2 separate regions of the Sus scrofa genome follow, and region 2 is linked to region 1. Evidence: chromatin contacts called from public Hi-C data. All regions are on one chromosome and are shown on one strand. The core of a region is the stretch at or near the end of the contact, and the rest is flanking DNA. Distances in the headings are between cores, read along the strand shown.

Region 1 (4,055 bases), core at 735-3,234:
AAATGGCTCGGATCTGGCGTTGCTGTGGTTGTGGCATAGGCCGGCAGCTGTAGCTCAATTACACCCCTAACCTAGGAACCTCCATATACCATGGGTTCAGCCCTAAAAAAAAAAAAAAAAAAAAAAAAAAAAAAGCAGCAATCTTCTATTACCAAAGCCATTGGTACAATTTAATATTGTCTCTAAACTGTCTAGAGACCAGAAGAGTACAGTCAACACAATACAGGATAACTGCCTACCAGAGAGTAAACAAAGGAAGCTATGATATGAGAAAAAAAAAACCCTGGAAGTTTCTACAAGCCCTTAAGTTTCATGAATAAAATTTAGCCCCTGGAGAGTTACTGCTATGGTGCAGAGTTAAGGCTACAGGGTTGCAGCAGCTGTGAGAGGTCGAAGCTACAGCTAAGATGCCATCAAGGGCTGAGAACTTCCATATGCCGCAGATGACACCAAAAAAAAAAAAAAAAAAAAAAAAAAAGCCCACCCACCGTAAAGGTGAGTGCATATATGCAAAAAGTCCTTCCACCTAGGAAAATCTTAACAGCTGGAGTTGATTCGGATATCTTAAACAGTATCAGTTTATTGTTCGTCTAAAGCTATCTGAACGTGAAATTAAAACTTAAGGCTTTCCTAAATTTATACAGTTGGATGGGCAAGGTGCCAACATCCTAGCCTTTACATTTTCCCTCCAGGATAAGGAATCATATGGGTAAGTCATAATCATATGGACTTTATGTTAAACTCATAAAACAACACAAATTTCTTATTCACTTATTTATTTGGTGTTTTGAGGGCCGCACCCGCGGCATATGGAGGTTCTCAGGCTGGGGGTCGAATCCGAGCTGTAGCTGTTGGCCTAAGCTCCAGCCACAGCAACGCGCCATATCCGAGCAGAATCTGTGACCTACCCCACAGCTCACCGCAACGCCAGATCCTTAACCCACTGAGCGAGGCCAGGGATCCAACCCGTGTCCTCATGGATACTAGCCTGGTTAGTTAACCACTGAGCCACGACGGTAGCTCCACAAATTTCTTCTACACGGAATTGTAATAAAGGAATGCCACGAAAATTCTAGATAACGATGCTGCCATCGAAATTCTTTTGTTGATACAATGAACCCTGGGATAGTCACTCAAAGACGGTGGACGCCTTGACATTTTACCCTGCCACAGGCTAGGGAAGGCTTCTCTCCATGGCATCGGTGGGTGCAGCCCTCAAGGCCAGAAACCTGAGAAACACAATCAAGTAGTCAAAACAGCACCCTTCCGGATAAGAGCTGGGTTCAGAGAATGAGGAATTCTTGAAAGGATTTGCCCGAAAATGTTACCGCAAAACAGAAACTAGTAATAGCGACTTCCCATTTATTTTGCATAACAATTAAAATGTGCGAAGTTCATAAAGGCTGGGCAGGACGTCACCCGCGAGTTCACAGCCCCGCCCTCAGCCGCGGGAACCTTCCTCCCAGGGTGCAAAGCAAACTCGCCTCCCGCCCCTCCCACCGCTCAGGGCAGGTCAAACCCCCGCCACCCGCCTCGGAAGCCGCCCTCGGCGCGGGCGCAAGGGAGAACGGGACACCCAGACTTGCTGGTCCCTAAAGACCAACCTTAGCGTCCCGGTTCTGTCACACCCGCGGTGGGTCTCAACTCCGACTTCTGAAGCTCTTTCCCCCCCGTCACCCCAAGACCCACCAGCCTCGTTTCCTCCTCTTCCTCGGGCTTCCACCACGGACCGGGTAGTCCGTGTTACCTAATGATCGCTCTCCAGTCTCGTATTTACATTCTGCTTGCCCTTTGCCCACCGGAAACGGAAATTATGCCCGACCTCCTACCTGCTTGCCTTTGGTGGCGGGACTTCTAAAAAAGGGGGCACGCCGACCTGGGGTGTCCGAACTCTCCAGAGAAAGGAGCAGGCAAGCCGAGACTCTGCGCCTTTCTCAGCCGCAGTCTTTTCCCTGGTACCACAAATCCCAGAAGTCACTGCGGCCGCACCGACCCCATGACCCTCCGCGGCTGGTATGCAGGGAGCGCCCTCTAGCGGTAAACGAGGGCCTACAACGCAGTAGTGCAGGAAACCAGCTGCGCAAGCTGAGTGTGCGCGCGGAGAGAACCGCCCTGGCGGTACCGGGCGACCCATGCAGTCAGCAGACGAGGCGCATGAGAACAGTTTGGGGAGGGTGCTTTACAGACTAAGTTGATGAGGTCGGTCAGTCGCAGAGGACAGAAAATAAATAAATGGAGACACGTTAACTCAGGGAAGTGTTCAGGAAATTGAAAAATGAAGATGGTCGATCTCAATGTCTGTGCAAAGGAAGATCATTTTTCTAGACCTGATTTTCTCAACTTCAATGCTGCAACATTTCGAACTGAATAATTATTTGTTGGGAAAAGGGGGGCTCTCCCGTGCGCTGCAGGGTTTTAAGGGCATCCGCCGTCTCTACCCATTAGCTGCCATTAGCATCCACTATCACCCCTTCATTTGTGACACCAAAAATGCTTCCCTCCACACGTTGGCAAATGTCTCTGGCAGAAAGATGGGTCCTCCACCTCTGCCCCATTGAGGATCACTGATGTGAGACAATAATTCTCCAAAGTTTATCCCAAGACCCCCAGGGTCGTCCAGATCCTTTCAAAGTCAAAACTCTCATACTAACATAAAGGCATCCTTTGCCTTTTTCACAATGTTGACATTTGTAGTGAGAGTGGAAAAGCAATGATGGCTAAAACCACCAGCACCTCAGCACATCAAGGCAATGATACCAAGCTGTACTAGCAGTCATTGCAAGCATCGCATTTACTGTAAGAAAGAAAAAAAAAATGCTGTCACTCAATGTCCTTGAGAAGCAGTAAGAATTATTTTATTAAAATAATCCAAGGAGTTTCCATAGTGGCTCAGTGGTTACGAATCCGACTAGGAACCATGAGGTTGCGGGTTCGATCCCTGGCCTCGCTCAGTGGGTTAAGGATCCAGCGTTGCCTTGAGCCATGGTGTAGGTAACAGGCAGCTCAGATCTGGCATTGCTGTGGCTGTGGTATAGGCCAGTGGCTACAGCTCCTATTAGACCCCTAGCCTGGGAACCTCCATATGCCACAGGAGCGGCCCTAAAAAAGGCAAAAAGTCAAAAAGACAAAAAAAAAAAAAAAAAAAATCCAAGTACATATTTCCTTTTTAATATTCTGTATGACAAAATCAGAGATACTGATAATGTGACTTTGCTATATAATGAAGTATGATGTCTCAAGTTAAAAGCACATGTGAGGAGTTCCCGTCGTGGCTCAGTGATTAACGAATCTGACTAGGAACCATGAGGTTGCAGGTTTGATCCCTGGCCTCGCTCAGTGGGTTAACGATCTGGCGTTGCCAGTGACCTGAGGTGTAGGTTGCAGACACGGCTTGGATCTGGCATTGCTGTGGCTCTGGCGTAGGCTGGGGGCTACAGCTCCAATTCAACCCCTAGCCTGGGAACCTCCATGTGCCACAGGTGCAGCCCTAGAAAAGACAAAAAAAAAAAAAAAAAAAAAAAAAAAAAAAAAAAGCACATGTGAGACTGCATAAGCTGAAGTAGATACCATTTTTGTGGAATAAAACTTTTATGCAGAAGGACTGACACACCTGCTGTTAATTCAGGTTTGGGTCTGACAAGCCTTTACTTGAAAATAAAGGGTGATTATTACATAAAGAAATACAATTGACAAGGTTGCCAAAGACAAAATTCAAGGATTTAAGCAACAATTATCATTTTGGAAAACTTCCATTTGCCATAATGGTCTTGCCAACTTCCCAGATGAGATCATTGGTGGTATAGGATGTGATTTTTATTCATATTGCTGGATGAAGAACATTTGTAAGAACTGCAGAAGTGAACCAAAATTTTCAAAATGATCAATACTCAATTGTGGTAGCCAGACTCCAAGATGGCTGCCTATGATCCCTACTCCTGGCATTCATACTGTTGTTTAATTCCTTCCCACATCATACCAGGATTGTTCTGTGTTGTCTGTAGGATAGGGCAGAAGTGATAGTAAATCACTTCTGATATTCATAAAAAAGACCGTAC
Region 2 (4,055 bases), core at 688-3,187, 81 kb after region 1:
ATAAAGTTGCCATTGTGATTTGGGTATTGCCTGCTCATGACCCTAAATTACACAGGAGGGCTATAAAGTTTTCTGTTATTCTATAATGGAAATATAAAATAGATTGTCCGATTTGTTTGTTTTTCGCCACACCCATGACATACAGAATTTCCTGGGCCAGGAATCGGATTTGAGCCTAGCCGAAGCAGCAGCCTATACCAAAGTGGGATCCTTAACCCACTGTGGTGGGCTGGGGATTGAACCCGTGCCATGGCAGAGACAATGTTGGACGCTAACCCGCTGCACCGCAGTAAGAACTCCAAAACAGACTACCTGTTTAATCCAAGGTATTAGAATTCTTCACACCCTTATGGCAAATTTCCTTAAATTTTAAGGCAGCGATTTTGTAATTTGAGTGTGTGTAAAAATCACCCGGGGCAGTTGTTAAATTTGCCTGTGGTCGGGGCTTTCCACAGAGACTCTGACTCAGTAGTCTGGGGTAGGTCTAAAGAACAGCCTCTTAACAGGAACTCCCACCAAGGCAGAAGATCCTGGGGACACTTTCTGAAAAGCCCAGTTACAGCCTGGGCTGTAAACCTGTTTTCTGGTGCTCAGAGAAATATTTTCATCTGGGCCATGAACCCGGGCTGGCACAATTTCCCTTCACTACCATTCTTATGAAACTCACTATTCCTCTTCTGCTGGAAAATTGGGCACTGAAAAGCTGGTGTAAGGTAAAAATGAGGTAAAAGCTTTAGCTCTTTAAGACCAGGGCTGTTCTACCTAAAGCTTTCTGTATAGAACACTCCTCATTTTGCCTGCAAGTTGTATCCAATTAAATTTAAAAGACATCCTTTTATTTTTCAAAATGTGCTGCTTTCTCTTTGTTCCTTGGCTAAGATTTGGTTTTTGGCTCAAGCCTCAATGTCATAGTATATGTAACATCATTCTGTCACTAATAGGAGACAACTTTACTAGTGATTAATGCACTGTAATTTTTGGCTCGTGTCCTATTTTACACCCCCACATCTCTAAGCCTGCAGACTAGATCAGTTTCTCTGGGAGGCATAGGCAGAGAAAAGGGAGAATAGACGATACTGAGATGTTGTGCATGTCCTCTGAAGGGTCTCTGCTCCCTATCTCCAGTCCTGGGTAAACCCCCACCCCTACGCTAGGCCCCAGGGTGAGCCATAAACCCAAAGAGAGATTTGAATACTGCATGCCTTAATATCTGTCCCACTTCCCATAATTGGAAGTGAGGAGGCAAGAGAGGAGGAAATACTATTAAGGGCAGGAGTTCCTGTTGTGGCACAGCTGAAATGAATCCAACTAGTATCCATGAGGATGCCGGTTCAATCCCTGGCCTCCTTCAGTGGGTTAAGGATATAGCCTTGCTGTGGCTGTGATGTAGGCGGCAACTGTAGCTCTGATTCGACCCCTAGCCTGGGAACTTCTATATGCCACCGGTGCGGCCCTAAAAAGCAAAAAACAAAAACAAACAAAAAAATATATATATATCATCCCATCAAACAGTAGCCTGCATAGTGGGGACAAGTGACAAAGGCAGCTTGAGGAGGAACAGCATTTAAGGGACAGCAGAGCATCAGTGAAGTTGATGGAGGAGGAGGAGCACTGGATGGCAAAGAAGAGCCAAAAGGAGTGCCTGGAAGCGCTGGTTGGGGTGTTTCAAGAGGACAGCAGAGACTGTCTTGGGTATTTTATCAAATTAGGGCTAATTTCCTGACTTTTAGACTAGACACACTTTTGCTGATTTCAAGATAAGGGATAAAGTGAAATTTTCAGAAACTAAGTGATAAAACTGTTAGACTAAGCTTATTCTTGTTGCTTCCTTCTTCTGCACAAACATATTAAAATTACCCAAACACTAACCGTATTGTCTCAGTCCTGGGCAGCCTGCGGTGTGCGGCTCCAGGATCCTGCTGTGAGGAGAGTAGCTGGCAAACAGCGCTCTGCTGCACTCCTTGGGGAACCACGCTCTGGGCAGGCTGCGCTGAGCCAGATTCAGTATAGGGAGGTGGGCGGGCGGTACCAGAGCTGGGCCAGGCCTTCCCACCAGTGGGGCCCCAACCAGGCAATCTTGGCTCTGAGGCTCCCTGTTGGCCCCACTGAGGCTTTCTCCCAGCTGAGCAGCACTGGAGTTTGATGTGCTCCCTCCCCAGCGCCCCTCCCTTCTCTCCTTTCACAGCCCTCAGACCTTCAGGCAGCAGGAGGCTCCCCCGCCCACTCCTGCCCCGCCCCCACCTTTCCTTGTCACAGACTTTTCATCTGCTTCCTGGAGGACCTGCTCTGCCACAAATTTTTGTGAAAAATGTTTCTTCTTTTCAACGTCTGAGCAGTCTTGGACACACCTACTTCTCTCCCCTGTACTTTGTGAGAAAGCAAACCCAGAGAACCTTCTCCATAACCCAGAGGCTGCTTCAAAAAGGGAGCAATGCTTTGTTTTTTAAAAATGATCTCCTTTAGGATGGGCATTAATTTTGGATATGGAGAGTTTTTCTTTTTGGCCACATCTGCGGCATATGGAAGTTCCTAGGCTAGGGGTCATATCAGAGCTGCAGCTGTGGGCCTATGCCACAGCCACCGAAATGCCAGATTTGCTTGTGGCAATGCTGGATCCTCAACCCACTGAATAAGGCCAGGGACTGAATCTGCATCCTCATGGATACCAGTTGGTTTCTCAACCCGTTGAGCTACCATGGGAACTCCTGGAAGGTTTTTTAACAAGAGCTTTGCACAACTGCATATTTCATCTGATGCCATGTGTCAACGAGCACTCTTCCTTGCTTAATGACAATACAGAATCATTCATAATTTGCTATTCTCATAGTCTTTTTTTTTTTTTTTTCTTTTTAGAGCCATACCTGCGGCATATGGAGGTTCCCAGGCTAGAGGTCTAATCAGAGCTATGGCTGCTGGCCTACACCACAGCCACAGCAACATCAGATCCGAGCCACCTCTGTGAACTACACCACAATTCACGGCAACGCCAACTCCTTAACTCACTGAGTGAGGCCAAGGATCAAATCCACAACCTCGTGGTTAACTACTTGGATTGTTTCTGCTGCATCACAAAGAACTCCTCATCTAATTGTTAATTCAGTATTTCCATAACATGCCTGATAGAGTCTTAAACTTATGAGCAAAAAAGGACTCCTCCCAAACTTGCAGCCCTTTTCCATCCATAGCTCCCTCCCCCAATTATAATAATGCCAAAACCTAAGACTTCGGCTGTCTGTCTTCCCTCCACCTCCCTCCATCCCAAATCACCAAGTCTTGGCAATTTTATCTCCATAGTATTCTGAGTCCATCCACTTCTCTAAGGTCTCCACTACCCCTAGTCCATCTAAGCCATCATCACCTCCTACATGGACCACTGCAATAGTGTTCTACCTGCCCTCTGCTTCCACTACTGCCCTGCAACTCATTCTCTGCATTTCAGCCATGGTGAAGAGTGTGTGTATACAAGTAACAACTTTTTATTTCATTGTTTTCTTTTTTTAGCACCACACCTGAAGCATATGGAGGTTCCCAGGCTAGGGGTCAAATCGGAGCTACAGCTGCCAGCCTACACCACAACCACAGCAACGCAGGATCTGAGCCACATCTGTGACCCACTGAGCAAGGCCAGTGGATCGAACCTGCGTCCTCATGGATACTAGTCAGATTCCTTTCTGCTGAGCATAATGGGAACTCTACACATGACAATTTTAAAACATATACACATAACCTATGATGGAAAAGAATCTGAAAAAGAATATATGTACATATATGCATGAACAATGACTCACTTTGCTGTACACTTGAAACTAACAAAACATTGTGAATTAACTATACTTCAATTAAGAGAAAAACCCTATGTACACAAATAGGATAGTATCATGAACCGTCTTAATCTCATCGCAGCAATTCCAGAAATAATAATAATAATAATTATTATTTTTTCAGTGCTGCACCTACAGCATATGAAAGTTCCCAGGCCTGGGGTCAAATCAGGGTTGCAGTTGCCAGCCTACAGCTCAGAGCAACACCAGATCCCTAACCCACTGAGTGGGGCC

The links. Hi-C and Micro-C count contacts between places; a contact is called where the count stands out from the background.
Region 2: a contact with region 1 is called in a Hi-C map of retroperitoneal adipose tissue, with 1.7 times the contacts expected there. The contact joins the enhancer-like site here to the promoter of TTC33 in region 1. A contact is called at or near these places in 1 of 5 promoter capture datasets (liver), 7 of 47 Hi-C or Micro-C datasets (alveolar macrophages, embryonic fibroblasts, liver and 4 more) and 2 of 2 datasets of contacts at active chromatin or transcription factors (alveolar macrophages and skeletal muscle).

Annotation. Positions count from the first base shown.
Region 1 is chr16:25,739,978-25,744,032 of Sscrofa11.1, forward strand. TTC33 (tetratricopeptide repeat protein 33) reads right to left here and starts at 1,985. Exons shown (of 5, transcript XM_021076656.1): 1 at 1,830-1,985.
Region 2 is chr16:25,820,569-25,824,623 of Sscrofa11.1, forward strand. No RefSeq gene overlaps it. Among named protein-coding and RNA genes, the nearest start is that of CARD6, 19 kb to the left of the region's middle. Within about 2 kb of position 1,938, at least 25 of the 83 cell types and tissues checked have an H3K27ac peak or open chromatin away from gene starts, as enhancers often do. A contact at or near this core is called in alveolar macrophages, retroperitoneal adipose tissue and subcutaneous adipose tissue, where this site is marked.